Regions from separate parts of the Sus scrofa genome. Here regions 1 and 3 are each linked to region 2. A link is a contact called in public Hi-C and promoter capture Hi-C data. All regions are on one chromosome and are shown on one strand. Each heading gives the region's core, a stretch centred on a gene start, on an enhancer-like site or on the middle of the called end of the contact. The rest is flanking DNA. Distances are from core to core; before and after follow the strand shown. Region 1 overlaps SCP2 (sterol carrier protein 2). Region 2 holds the start of CPT2 (carnitine palmitoyltransferase 2). Region 3 overlaps SCP2 (sterol carrier protein 2).

Region 1 (4,168 bases), core at 1,048-3,547, 160 kb before region 2:
CAATTTGATTGGTTAAAACAGTATCTTTCTATTTGATCAAGGGGAAGTTGAGTGTTTTTTCCCAAATATTTGTATACTATGTATATTTATTCTTTTGGGAGGTAAGTAGCCCTATTTCCCCCATGTATGTATAGGACCAGTGTGAATACTTTTTTTTGCCCTTTTTTTGTGCATTTGTAAATGTTTTAGATGGCAGATTTCAAGTAGAATTGATTGCCCCAGAGTTTGGATATATTAGTAGAATTATTTATTCACTTTGACCTTAATATTCTGAATGTTCACAATTCAAAAAATCATTACATGGAGGAGTTCCCATTGTGGTGCAGCGGAAACGTTCCGACTAGGAACCATGAGGTTGCGGGTTCAATCTCTGGCCTCACTCAGTGGGTTAAGGATCTGGCATTGCTGTGAGCTGTGGAGTAAGCTGGTGGCTACAGCTCTGATTAGACCCCTAGCCTGGGAACCTCCATATGCCGTGGGAGGGGCCCTAAAAAGACAAAAGACAAAAAAAAAAAAAAAATCATTACATGGAGTTCCTGTCATGGCTCAGCAGTTAACAAATCTGACTAGTATCCATGAGGACACAGGTTTGATCCCTGGCCTCGCTCAGTGGGTTAAGGATCCGGTGTTGCCGTGAGCTGTGGTGTAGGTCATAGATGCAGCTCGGATCCTGCATTGCCGTGGCTGTGGCATAGGTGTGGCTACAGCTCCAATCTGACCCCTAGCCTGGGAACCTCCATGTGCCTCGGATGTGGCCCTAAAAAGAAAAAAAAAAAAATTACGTCATGTGGAATTACCTGTTTTTAAAATGTGTTAACTATATATTCTATAAAAATATACAGATATTGCTTAGAAATGAGGAATGGCAGTTAAATTTCTTGAGAAGGTTGGGGTTATATAGGAAGCTGTCACAGGTACTTGGGAATCAGGTTTCATGGTTGGGGATGTGGGTGGAAGAACAGATATTGTAGGCAGACTTGTGTAGCTCTGCCTCCAGGATGTTGAAACCAGTCTATCCTGAAAGAATGTTCTTAGCTATCCTTGAAGAGCTAGTGTGAGAGAGAAAAAGAATGTAAATTAGGAGGCTTGTATTTAATCTCAACTCTAGAATTAGCCTGCTTTGTAACCATTCACAAATAACTTAATCTTACATTTCTCACTGCTAACTTTGTACCTAAGCAAGGGCTCCTGTGCCAGACTTGGATGGTGGGTGTTTGCAGCAAAGTAAGGGTTTATTTGCAAGGCACCAAGCAAGGGAGCCGGAGGCAAGTTTCAGATTCACTCCTTCTTGGTCTTTGAGTTAGGGCTGTTTTAAAGAGAAAGAACAAAGAAACTGGAATTAATCATTGTCCTGAGACATTTCTTTATCTGATTTTGGGAGTCAGAATGTGGTTTATGAGTCTCTGGCCAGGTGGTCCATGGCTCCAGGGGTCTCTGAGCTCATCTTGCCCTGGAAAAACCACCTGCATTTGAAGGTTAATGATATCTACACAGCTATTTTTGTATAGTAGGATGTTATCAACAGTAACAGTTTTAGTCATCTGACTCTGGTTGATTAGTATTCAGTTAGTACAGGAATGAGGAGACAAGAAAGGGATAGAGGTCACAGGAGACAAGGAAGGGAATAAAGTTTTGGATAGAGAAATTTATCATAAACCCAGTAAGGTAACTTCAGTTTTGGGGGGCTCGGTTTCAGCATTATTAAGTTCTCTCCAGCTCTAAAAATCTGCTTTTATTATCCAGGGGACAAATGCTTTTTTTTTTTTTTTTTTTTAAATCCAGTGCTATTCTTGTGAATAGCTGTGAATAGATCTGGGAAACAGTTCAGTTCATCCTTTCTAGGAATTCTTTGAGAAGAATAGGAAAAGTCCTCGTGCTAGCTAAATTTTTAGGGAAAGCCAACTCCCACATCCTAGATTGTTTTCTTTTGATACATTAACAGTGGTAAGAATTAAATTATTTTTAGGCCATTCGGCCTGAGCCAGAGCACTGTACCTTCAGCGTTTTCGCTTTGAACATTGCCCCCCAAATGCCAGGTTGGATATATTTAAAGAGCACAGGGAATTTCTTAAGCCTGAGTATTGGCTAAATACAGAGATTACTGCGGAAGAAAAAGTAACTAACTACAAAACCCCTCCAGGCTTGTAGGAGAAGTTCCTGTCTAGGCAGATTTCGTCTTGGCGGAATGAAACGGTTTAATTGAAAGCCACAGTTGGCAGCCCTCGTCTGGCTTGAGAAAGCCGATTGGGGCCGCTTTCTAAACCAACGGGATCTGACGGCTCTGTGTTCGATTTGTTAGGTCTGGCTCAGTGCGCCGAACTCTGCTGGCAGCTGAGAGGGGAAGCCGGGAAGAGGCAAGTTCCTGGTGCAAAGGTTGCTCTGCAGCATAATTTGGGCCTTGGAGGAGCTGCGGTTGTCACGCTGTACAGGATGGGTTTTCCTGAAGCTGCCAGGTAAGTGGCACTCTGGTTTTGCATGGCAGTGAATCCTTCTGACTCTCCGCAACTAATGGCGTTGTGCATGTTTTCCAAAAGTCCTAATTTTATTGTCTTCGTACTCAAAGAACAGGTATCTCATTGCGTGGCTGTCGTAGCACGGCTTAAACACTTTAAAACTGGCAGTTAACTTTTAAATGTCACCAGCCTTAGGAAAATTTTGTTCATGAAGGAGGCAGCGTAGGCAAGAGTGGCGGACTAGACGCGGGAGCTGGCTGGGTCCTTGTCTCAGCCCTGCCAACCTGAGTAGTTTTCATTTAGGCAAGTCATTTTTTGGTTTCCTTTCTCACAATTTGCTTTCTCCCCATGGCCTCTGAGATTGTTTGGAGAAAGTCATCAAATATGCTGATTGCATCTCTGCAGATTGATGTTTCTGAATCCAGTGAAGCCCTCGCTGCTGCCAGAATCCTTCCTGTTCGTCTCTTGTTGGTTTTCTTCCTGCCCTTGTCTAATGCCTGTGTTCCTCCAGTCTCCACTTTCTTTTCCAAGGCTTTCAGGATCCCTCCTCTTCCTTACTCTTCTCAGAGAAGTGCTCATCCTTCCCAGAGGAAAAAAAAAGTCCCATTTCCTTTCCTTTGCATGCTTTTGTTTCCAACCACTTTCTGTAATTTTGTTCCACATGTTAAGTATACCCCTCTTTTGAATCTTTCTGTTTTTGCGTTTTCATTGACCCCTTTCCCTCTGTCAGCAAACGTGTTCAGGTCTTCTGTATTCTAGAAATCTACTTTGATTATAAAGATTAAGAATACCTTAATTATTCTCTTTCATGATGAACCTTTTATATTGAACCACTTTTGTTTTTCTATTTTGAAATGCCTTTAGTTTCTTATCTCATCACGGAGGTCAGGTGAGGCCAGCAGTGATCTGATTATGAAGTGCTCTGGCCTTTATTTTCTGGTCTTTAACCCTGCAGTAGCTAGCAACACTGATTGGCTCCCTTTTCCCCCCGAATTCTTGGTAATTATTTTTTCATTTTTTCCACACTTTTGGTTCTACAGAGGGTATGTGACACACTTTTTTTTTTTTTTTAACAGAATCCGTTATATTCTCATGTTTTAGAAGCTTTTGAGTCTCTTCTGTCTTCTTTCTCTGCCTGGAATATTCTGTTGTGAAAATTGTGTCTTCCTATTAAGACCAATCTTAGGTAGCTTCTCCCTTTGAATATCCAAAGCACTTTGTAACTCTTGGGTCCCTGTCTGATTTCTGTTTAGTTGTAGTGCATCTAGATTGGTTTTTTTAAAAATCCCATTTGTTATGTGAAAGCCTTGAGATAAAAACTGTGACCTCCCCACCCCTCTGTTTCCTGAATTGGATCAAATAAAAAGCTGTTAAGGTGTTGAAGTTTAAGTTTCCTCCTAAATCTGATTCATTAGTTTTATACTGTCCTCTGAAATTCCTAGTTCGTATTTGGAGTTGAAAATCCTCAGTAAAAGCCACACTATCAAGAGCTACCAGAGTCAGCACATTAGTATAGCTATCTAATTTGCTCAGAATAGATTCTGTAGTTTGGACAATAAATTCTATTTTATTTATTTATGTATTTGCTTTTTTTTTTTTTTTTTTTTTTAGGACTGCACCCACATATGGAGGTTCCCAGGCTAGGGGTCCAATCAGAGCTACAGCTGCCAGCCTGTGCCACAACCACAGCAATGCCAGATCCAAGCCTTGTCTTT
Region 2 (3,882 bases), core at 189-2,688:
CTGGATGGGAGACGCCATGGTTTCTGGCTTCTGCACACATTTTCTCTAATACTGGTTCAGGGGAGCCAGCAGGGCAGCTGTGCGGAGCTAATCACAGAAACGTCAAAACCCTCCTGCTGGGCAAACTTGACTGGTAACGACAACCATCACCACCATTTACTGCTCACAGCGCCAGGCACTGGGTTACCACATTCGGCCTCTGTCTGCCAGTGCCCAATTAAAATGCAGAGACATGGAGTTCCTGTCGTGGCGCAGTGGTTAACGAATCCGACTAGGAACCATGAAGTTGCGGGTTCGGTCCCTGCCCTTGCTCAGTGGGTTAACAATCCAGCGTTGCCGTGAGCTGTGGTGTAGGTTGCAGATGCGGCTCGGATCCCGCGTTGCTGTGGCTCTGGCGTAGGCCGGTGGCTACAGCTCCGATTCGACCCCTAGCCTGGGAACCTCCATGTGCTGCAGGAGTGGCCCAAAAAATAGCAAAAAGACATTAAAAAAAAAAAAAAAAAAAGAATTACTTTAAAAAAAAAGAAAAGAAAATGCAGAGACGAAATTTGGGGTAAAGGAGAAAAAAAGAGCTTTCTTGCTTTGCGGGGCAAAGGGGGGCCACCGCAGGCTAATACGTTAAAGACTGTGTTCCCCCCACTGGAAAGAATTGGGAGGAGTTTTATAGTGAAAAGGAGAAAAGCAGGTTTCCAGACAGGAATCGGGATTGGGACAAACATGCCCTCTTCTTTTTTGGGGGAATCCTAGTCGTCAAAGCTGGAGTCGGATGACCTCGGTATGATCGAGAGGGTGGTCTCCTGGGTTACTGCCTAGAACAACAGTACTCGCGAAAAGGGAATACTGATCAGAGATGACCACAAACTAGGAAAGTTCCTGAAAAACATCATGTGCCAAGAATCTTTGACCCACAGGCACCTGTGCTCAAGGTGCCTAATCTTTAGCTTACAGGTGATTGTGTTTAGGATGCAATTAAGCGAGGGAGAAGGCCAAGGAAGGACTCGAAGCGGTTCCGTTTTAAAGTATTCATTGCTAAAAGAAGCATAAGGACTATCACTTCTCTCTTAGGTGTCTGAGATGCCTAACTTATTATGTGTATTCCTTGGGAGGGAACCAGGATCCTGCCCCAAGGCTGGACGACTGTTACCTGACTGTTCCTCCCTTGTCTTTGCATCCCCTTCCTTCCCTGATCAGCAACTGTCTGAACCTGTCCCTAGGAGCTCAGGGAAGGTCATGGTGGCTGAACGAGGCCCATTTCCTAAGAAAAATTAACGTGAGGCACAGAAAGGCTTTTGTGCCCAGGAGCCCTTTTGCCACCCGGAGCCCCACAGGGTGGTGCGCGTTTCCACTGTACACACCGTTACTGCATTTCCTAACTAGGAATGTGGGAGGTGGCTTAATGGTTAGAACCTGTTTCTCAGATGAGGAAACAGGTTTAACATTTTTCCCACGATCTCCCAAGGACAGAGTCTGGAACGAATTCATCAGACTCCGAAAAGTTTTTCGCCTTTTCTTTTTCTGCCACTTCAGTTTCAATATTGTTTCGGAAGAGGAGAAGGGCGTGCCTTGGGAGCTCCTTTTCCCGCGCAGCCTAGGGAGCAGAAGCGGGAGCCACGGAGCAGAGACGGCAGCGGGCCGGCTCGCCCCGCAGTGGGCGGGCCCCTCTGAGCGGAGGGCCTGTGGGCGGGCCCTCAGTGGCAGGGCCCTTCCGTGGGCGGGGCCTTTCCATGGGGCGGGGCCTTCCGTGGGCGGGGCCCTAAGGCCGGAAGTGGCCTCGTGGACCTGCCCTAACCGAACTTGAGTCCCTGACCCGGCGTCCCGGGAACCTGAGGGCAGCGGCTTGGGCTCTGCACACCAAAACCACACGGTCGCCGCGTTCGTGCTGCTGCCGCCACCCGAGACGATGATGGCTCGTCTGCTGCTGCGCGCCTGGCCCCGGGACCTTGCTGTTGGCCTGGCAGCCCCCTGTCGGACCCTAAGCGCCGGCTTCGAGCCGGGTCAGTACCTGCAGCGCAGCATCGTGCCCACTATGCACTTCCAGGACAGTCTGCCCAGGTGAGCCCCGCCGCCCACCGCCAGCCGTGAAGCGGCCCCAAGCTTACCCCACTCACTCACGACTGTTCTGCTGAACCCTCTTCTGCCCCCAAACCTCTACCTGGGACGGTGCCGTATCCTCCAATTTGAAAATCCTGTGACTTTCAGGCTCTCCTGGCACAGGAACTTGAGAACGCTCAAATTCTCTTCCCGAATCCTCCCACTGTTCGCTTAGATTTTCTCTCTTGAACTCTTCTCGAACTTCTCCAGGAAGCCAACTTCCAATCAGATATCTAATTGTCCCTCCTACTTCTCCCAGAAAAATGTCCTACCTGCATATCTCCAGCCCTGTCCTTACTCCTCCAACTAGGGTGTCTCCCCCCCAATCCTGCCCAGACGATGGAGCAGCCAATTCCTGATGCATAATAGTTACTCTCCCTCCACTTCTCCCAACACTCCCCCTTTTGGACACCCGGCCCTCGTAACCCTCAGCCCTGCTCGCTGTGCCTCCAGTCCTGTTTATTTTAGCATCCTACCAGTCTCCCCCAGACTCACCTTACCCTCCCCCAAGTCTTCAACCTTCTAAGTCAGTCTTCACCTGGAAGCCTTTCACCGCTATCAAACCTTCCTCAACACTCCCCCACCTTCCTGCCCCTAAAAGAGCCTCCCTAACCCACATTAGCCCCTGCAACTTCAGCACACCCTCACGGAATTACAGACACTGCCCTCAGTAACCCTCCCCAAATCTTATTCACATTAGGTCCAGAGCCCACCCCAGTTCTGTGCCTCCTCATCAAAGCTACCCTTTCTTTCCACCTTGTGAAATACTTCTCCCAGAATCTACTCCCCCTGTAAAACAGCCCCCATAAATCTTCCTCTCTCTTTCCTTCGCCCGGTAGTTTAATTCAGCTTCCAGTTTTCACAGGCTTTGAACAACAGGCCTTAATCTAAACTGCCAGTTCTCTTTCAATATTAGAAATTTCCCCAAGGAGTTCCTGTTGTGGCTCAGAGGGTTATGAACAGGACTAGTATTCATGAGGATGCAGGTTTGATCCCTGGCCTTGCCCGGGGGGTTAAAGATCTGGCATTGCTGCGAGCTCTGGTGCAAGTGGCAGATGTGGCTCATATCTGGTGTTGCTGTGGCTGTGGTGTAGGCCGGCTGCTGCAGCTCTGATTCAACCCCTAGCCTGGGAACCTCCATATGCTACAGGTTCGGCCATAAAAAGCAAAAAAAAAAAAAAAAAAAAAAAAAAAAATTTCCCCCAATTCCTTCACCCTCTAAAACCAAGCTTAAACTTTTAAATTTCTCTACCTGTTCACCAGTTAGTTCCTGGTGCCGAATTCCCAATTCTTTTCTAAAGACCCTTTTACTTCCTTTCAAACCAAGCTGGCATCAGGGATGTCCCAGTCCAGGGGCTGGAGCCCAGCTCTCCCTACGCTGTGATTCGAACACAGGCTGTTAGAAGCGTCACCCCCAGCTCCTGGCTGCTGTTTTTCTCTCCAGGCAGGAACCCCTTACCCCAGTGTCATCCCTGCCCTCTCAGGACTATTATCTGAAGAGATTTTTGTGAAATGACAGTGTGCTAACATCCTAAGACAAACGACAATGAGATTATTTAGCCCCAGTCCCCCTGTTCATATTTGGCAAGAGGACAGGAAAGAGAAAGGAAAAGGTGTCTGTGGCTGGGAGTTAATCCTTGACCCCCTGTGGCTGAGCTGAGCCGTATGTGGGGGAAAGGTGAAGAATGACTGAGCCTCTCTTCGCTTGCCAAGCTCGGCAGCAGATGGCTTTTAACTTTCAGACAGGCCTGGGCCCCACCCAGCTTTAAGATCGGAGGGCTTTTCTCCTCC
Region 3 (4,041 bases), core at 615-3,114, 130 kb before region 2:
TGGGATTTATGCCACATTTTACCAGGTGGCCAGAGAAATGCATGTCAGTGCCCTTTTTGCCACACTCCTGCCGGATGTGATTCCGATGCACTCGTGGCTTTTGACTAACATGTGTTCGTGCGTTGTCTCCTTAGCGCAGGAGGCAGCGTGTCGGTCTCATAAAATGTATGCATGACCCTGAACCCTTCTTGCTTTTCTCCTGCCTTCTGCCCGTCCCTGTTTCAGATAAGAAAGCCGACTGCACAATAACGATGTCCGACTCAGACTTAGTGGCTTTGATGATGGTAAAATGAATCCTCAGTTGGTGAGTATGATGGTGCTTATATGCCTCTATTCGGGGCTTGGGGGGGTGGCCTCTTCTTCATCACTCGCCTCAGCAAGTGGTCAGTGCAGAGCGGGCAGACCCGCCAAACTCCGTGTTTCCCGAAAGGTTCACTTAACAAATGACAGACCATTGTGGAGCTTGACCATGTGCCAGACCCTGTCCTGTGTACTTTCTTTTTTTTTTTTTTTTTTTCTTTTTTCTTAGGTTTTTGTCCTGTGTACTTCACATACCCAGGTGACTAAGAAATAGTTCCATGCTCAGGGCATCCCCCGTTCGGTATAAGTCAGGTTTGCAACAGACTTAAGCGCAGCCAAATATTCGAGGTGCCCCCCTCCCCAGCTTGTGGTTGGGGTGGGAGAGTGGGGGAAGGAGAAGCCGGGTCTTCCTGGGCCATCAGAGAAGGCTTCCCCTGTGACGTGATACCTGGCTGCGTCCGGGGGACGGGCGGGGGGCGGATTAGGAACTGGCATTGCCCACATGCAGAGTAGGAGCCATCGAGGCAGAAAGAGGGACGGGTGTGAACAAAGGCAGGATCCCTTCCATTTTGTACCTTTGCCTCTTCTCATTTCACTTGAACTGTCCTTCCTCGACAAGCTCCTTGGCTTTCAAAATGTCCTTTCCAAAGACCTCCTGCCGCATTGCGAGGGGGCTGTGGACAGTCCCTCTTCTGGGCCACTTCCTGGACTGCAAGCTTGGCAGGTCTCTGATTTTATTGGTCATAATGTGCCCCTGCTAGACTGTGTCTGCCTCAAGGGAATGAACCATATCTTGTTCATCATCTTTTTTTTTGTCTTAAGGGCCGCACCTATGGCACATGGAGGTTCCCAGGCTAGGGATCAAATCAGAGCTGTAGTCATTGGCCCAGCCAGCCACAGCCACAGCCACACTAGATCCAAGCCACGTCTGCGACCTACACCACAGTCACGGCAATGCCAGATCCTTAACCCACTGAGCAAGGCCAGGGATCGAACCTGCATCCTCATGGATACGAGTCAGATTCGTTTCCACTGAGCCACAACGGGAACTCCGTTGTTCATCTTCTTGTCTCCAGAACTTAGCATGATGCCTGGATTAGTTTGTATCTGTCTAAAATGGGTTTATGTCTCGTCTAGATGGTCTGGGCCCCCAGATCGTCAAAGGTCTTCTTCCCCTGTTGAGAGGCACAGGATTGAACAGATGTGGTGTCCTGAGCCGTCCGTTAGTCATAGATAACACGAAGTTAAGCTGCTGCTTTCCATTGTAACCTTATTTTTTGTTGCCTTGGCCTGGTTTGTTTTAGATCTTGTTCCTGCCATACCCTCATAATTTGAAAGATTGGATAAAACAGCTAAATCTGACTCCTACTCCTGTGCCTTTTTAAAATGCTTTTTCAAGGCAGCTAAGCATCTTTCAGACATGCATTGACACGTGAGAGACGGGTCTGTGACGTTTCGGCTGAATACGCACCATTGACAGCTGGCATTTCCACCCACTGCACCCTCTCCAAAAATCTGGACAGAACACAGGCCACCAGTCTCGGAGCTGGCGGACATCCACCTTCCCACCCACTGCTGCTTGTTCCTCGGTCCACTCCGCACGCTTCCTTGGCAGGGCAAGCAGACTTCACACGCAGCTGCCCTCGTCCTCTCAGTTTATCTGTTTGCCCCCCACTTGGGGGAGTGAAGTGTCAGTTTGCTTTTCCTGAACACCTGTTAGCACCCTAAGGCATTACAGATAAAACCTGGAGACCTTTCTGTGGTTGTGCTAATGGCCTTTCCTTATGCTCCGTAGAGGATTTGACTGGAAACCATCAAATGCAGTGGAAATTATAATTTCAGTGTTTGGCTGCAGTTGAAACAAAGCATTGTGCTCTCTAACAGGAAGCCCACGGGAGGAACACGCTAGGGGCCAGATTTAAGTGATTCTTAAGTTTGGGTTCTCTAAAAGGTGAAGGTGTGTCTTTTCTATAATAACGATTAACTAAAAAGCCATTTCCTCTTTTAATTAATAAAAGGGGAAGATGCCGAATTTCTCCCGGTCCATATTTTTAAGGCATATGTGCAGTGTATCGTGTTCTGAGACACCTGACCTTTAAGCCATCAGACAGAAGGCTGTGTGCCATATAGAAAGGAAATATTTAGTTTGTCCAGACAGAGGAAGGGGGAAAAGAAAGGAATTAGTCACCCTTACCAGAAGGTGCAGAGAAAGCAGAGCTCTGTGCCTTCCTACGGTTGAGGCAGAAGAGCCCGTGACATCTTAGTGAACTTGTTAGGAGGCGAAGGCTACCAGAAACTTCTCCTCTCACTTTCCCTTATTTTAAGAATTAAGTTAAAAGGCTGAGATCATAGCAGGGAAATCATGCTGTGTTCTCAGTTTTGGTATTTCTTTAAAGTCTTCCTGGGGTTTTGTTACATGATAAATTTAGCAAACATCATGTGATCTAATCCCAGGCAGTTGTGAAATGGAACAAATTGTGGCTCTGCCCTTGGGATCGGTTTGATGCTCTTTATTGAGCCAAAGATTAGCACAGGCACCTCGGTCCCAGCAGGCTGCCTGGCCTCCCTCTGTAGGGAATCAGTCCTGATCGTGGAGACCGAAAAAGGAAGAGACTTGGTGGCATTTCACCCACGTTGTATTGACTCCCAAGAGTTTCTTGGTGAGTTACGCATGTGCTTTTTCTCCCTGCTAGCTGAGCCCTGGAAATTTCAGCTCATATTTCTGCTCCACGTGTAACGGGATTTAAACAAAATCAGTCTAGTCTGGACCCACTTTGCCTAATATTTGGAAAATGTACTCCCTTTGAGGAAGGCAGGTAAAAGCAGGCTCACTTTCTCAGAGAACACATTTGGGGAGGATGCACCTTTGACTGCTCTGCGTAAAGCATGGCTTTTGCACATTGGTCCTTTTGAAGAATCTGGTTCCAAATCTATTCCGGAAAGTTTAAGAGATCTGGATAAATAAATCATCTCGGGACTGGGTAGTCTAGAAATATCAGCAATCTCAAAACCCAAAACACCGAATAATAAATTTTCTCTCTTCTTACAGGCCTTCTTTCAAGGCAAATTGAAAGTCCTTGGCAACATGGGTCTGGCTATGAAGTTACAGAATCTTCAGCTTCAGCCCAGCAAAGCTAAGCTGTGAAGAACTCCCTTTGCCTACCTTTGAAAATCAAGATGAGATATACAAATATATAGATGCGTATATTTCACTGTCAGAACCTAGACTGAAAATTCACATTGGCAAATAGCATGAGATTAGTTTTTAAATGGGTGTGACCAATCCTGTTTTTCCTACGGGCTGGGTAAATAGAACCTGATGGTATACTACTGCTTTGCAAAATTGCCTACAAATGTGCATTACAAAGTTAATGTGGTAATTATGGTTTAGGGTACAATTGAGTTTTAGAATAAAATTAGGAACAGCAAAATCCAAAAACTATGTAAACAACAGTTCTCATTTTGCTTATAAAGTATGTTTGAGGATTATTCTGCTGAAGAGTCAATTTAAGTTTTCCTTGGGAGGCCGAGGGAAGAGAACGAACACCAGTAGTGGAACAGTAATTAATATTGTGCACTAATGACCTTCATCTATTTTCACTGAGAATTTTTAAAATTCTGTACTGGAATGTTTAAAAAAAAAAACTTTAAAAATTTGCATTTCATGCCATCTAAACAATATTTTCTTCCCAAGTTGAAGACATAGGATCAGAGCTAGGGACATAAAAAAAATCTGTAGCT

Evidence for each region. Promoter capture Hi-C pulls out the DNA fragments that hold promoters and counts their contacts. A called contact is a pair of places that touch in the nucleus more often than the background predicts.
Region 1: a promoter capture Hi-C map of liver shows a contact between it and region 2, with 5 times the contacts expected there. The contact joins the enhancer-like site here to the promoter of CPT2 in region 2. A contact is called at or near these places in 1 of 5 promoter capture datasets (liver), 9 of 47 Hi-C or Micro-C datasets (adipocytes, embryonic fibroblasts, fetal heart ventricle and 5 more) and 1 of 2 datasets of contacts at active chromatin or transcription factors (alveolar macrophages).
Region 3: a contact with region 2 is called in a Hi-C map of liver, with 3 times the contacts expected there. The contact joins the enhancer-like site here to the promoter of CPT2 in region 2. A contact is called at or near these places in 2 of 5 promoter capture datasets (liver and skeletal muscle), 3 of 47 Hi-C or Micro-C datasets (all in liver) and 2 of 2 datasets of contacts at active chromatin or transcription factors (alveolar macrophages and skeletal muscle).

What each region holds. Positions count from the first base shown.
Region 1 is chr6:159,222,615-159,226,782 of Sscrofa11.1, reverse strand. It overlaps SCP2 (sterol carrier protein 2), which reads left to right. Exons shown (of 22, transcript NM_001168415.1): 17 at 2,300-2,453. Among named protein-coding and RNA genes, the nearest start is that of PODN, 45 kb to the right of the region's middle. Within about 2 kb of position 2,297, at least 50 of the 83 cell types and tissues checked have an H3K27ac peak or open chromatin away from gene starts, as enhancers often do. A contact at or near this core is called in alveolar macrophages, liver, mesenteric adipose tissue and 3 more, where this site is marked.
Region 2 is chr6:159,058,883-159,062,764 of Sscrofa11.1, reverse strand. CPT2 (carnitine palmitoyltransferase 2) reads left to right here and starts at 1,438. Exons shown (of 5, transcript NM_001246243.1): 1 at 1,438-2,052. The coding sequence starts at 1,901.
Region 3 is chr6:159,190,449-159,194,489 of Sscrofa11.1, reverse strand. It overlaps SCP2 (sterol carrier protein 2), which reads left to right. Exons shown (of 22, transcript NM_001168415.1): 20 at 226-283; 21 at 286-304; 22 at 3,350-3,445. The coding sequence ends at 3,445. Among named protein-coding and RNA genes, the nearest start is that of PODN, 13 kb to the right of the region's middle. Within about 2 kb of position 1,864, at least 16 of the 83 cell types and tissues checked have an H3K27ac peak or open chromatin away from gene starts, as enhancers often do. A contact at or near this core is called in liver and skeletal muscle, where this site is marked.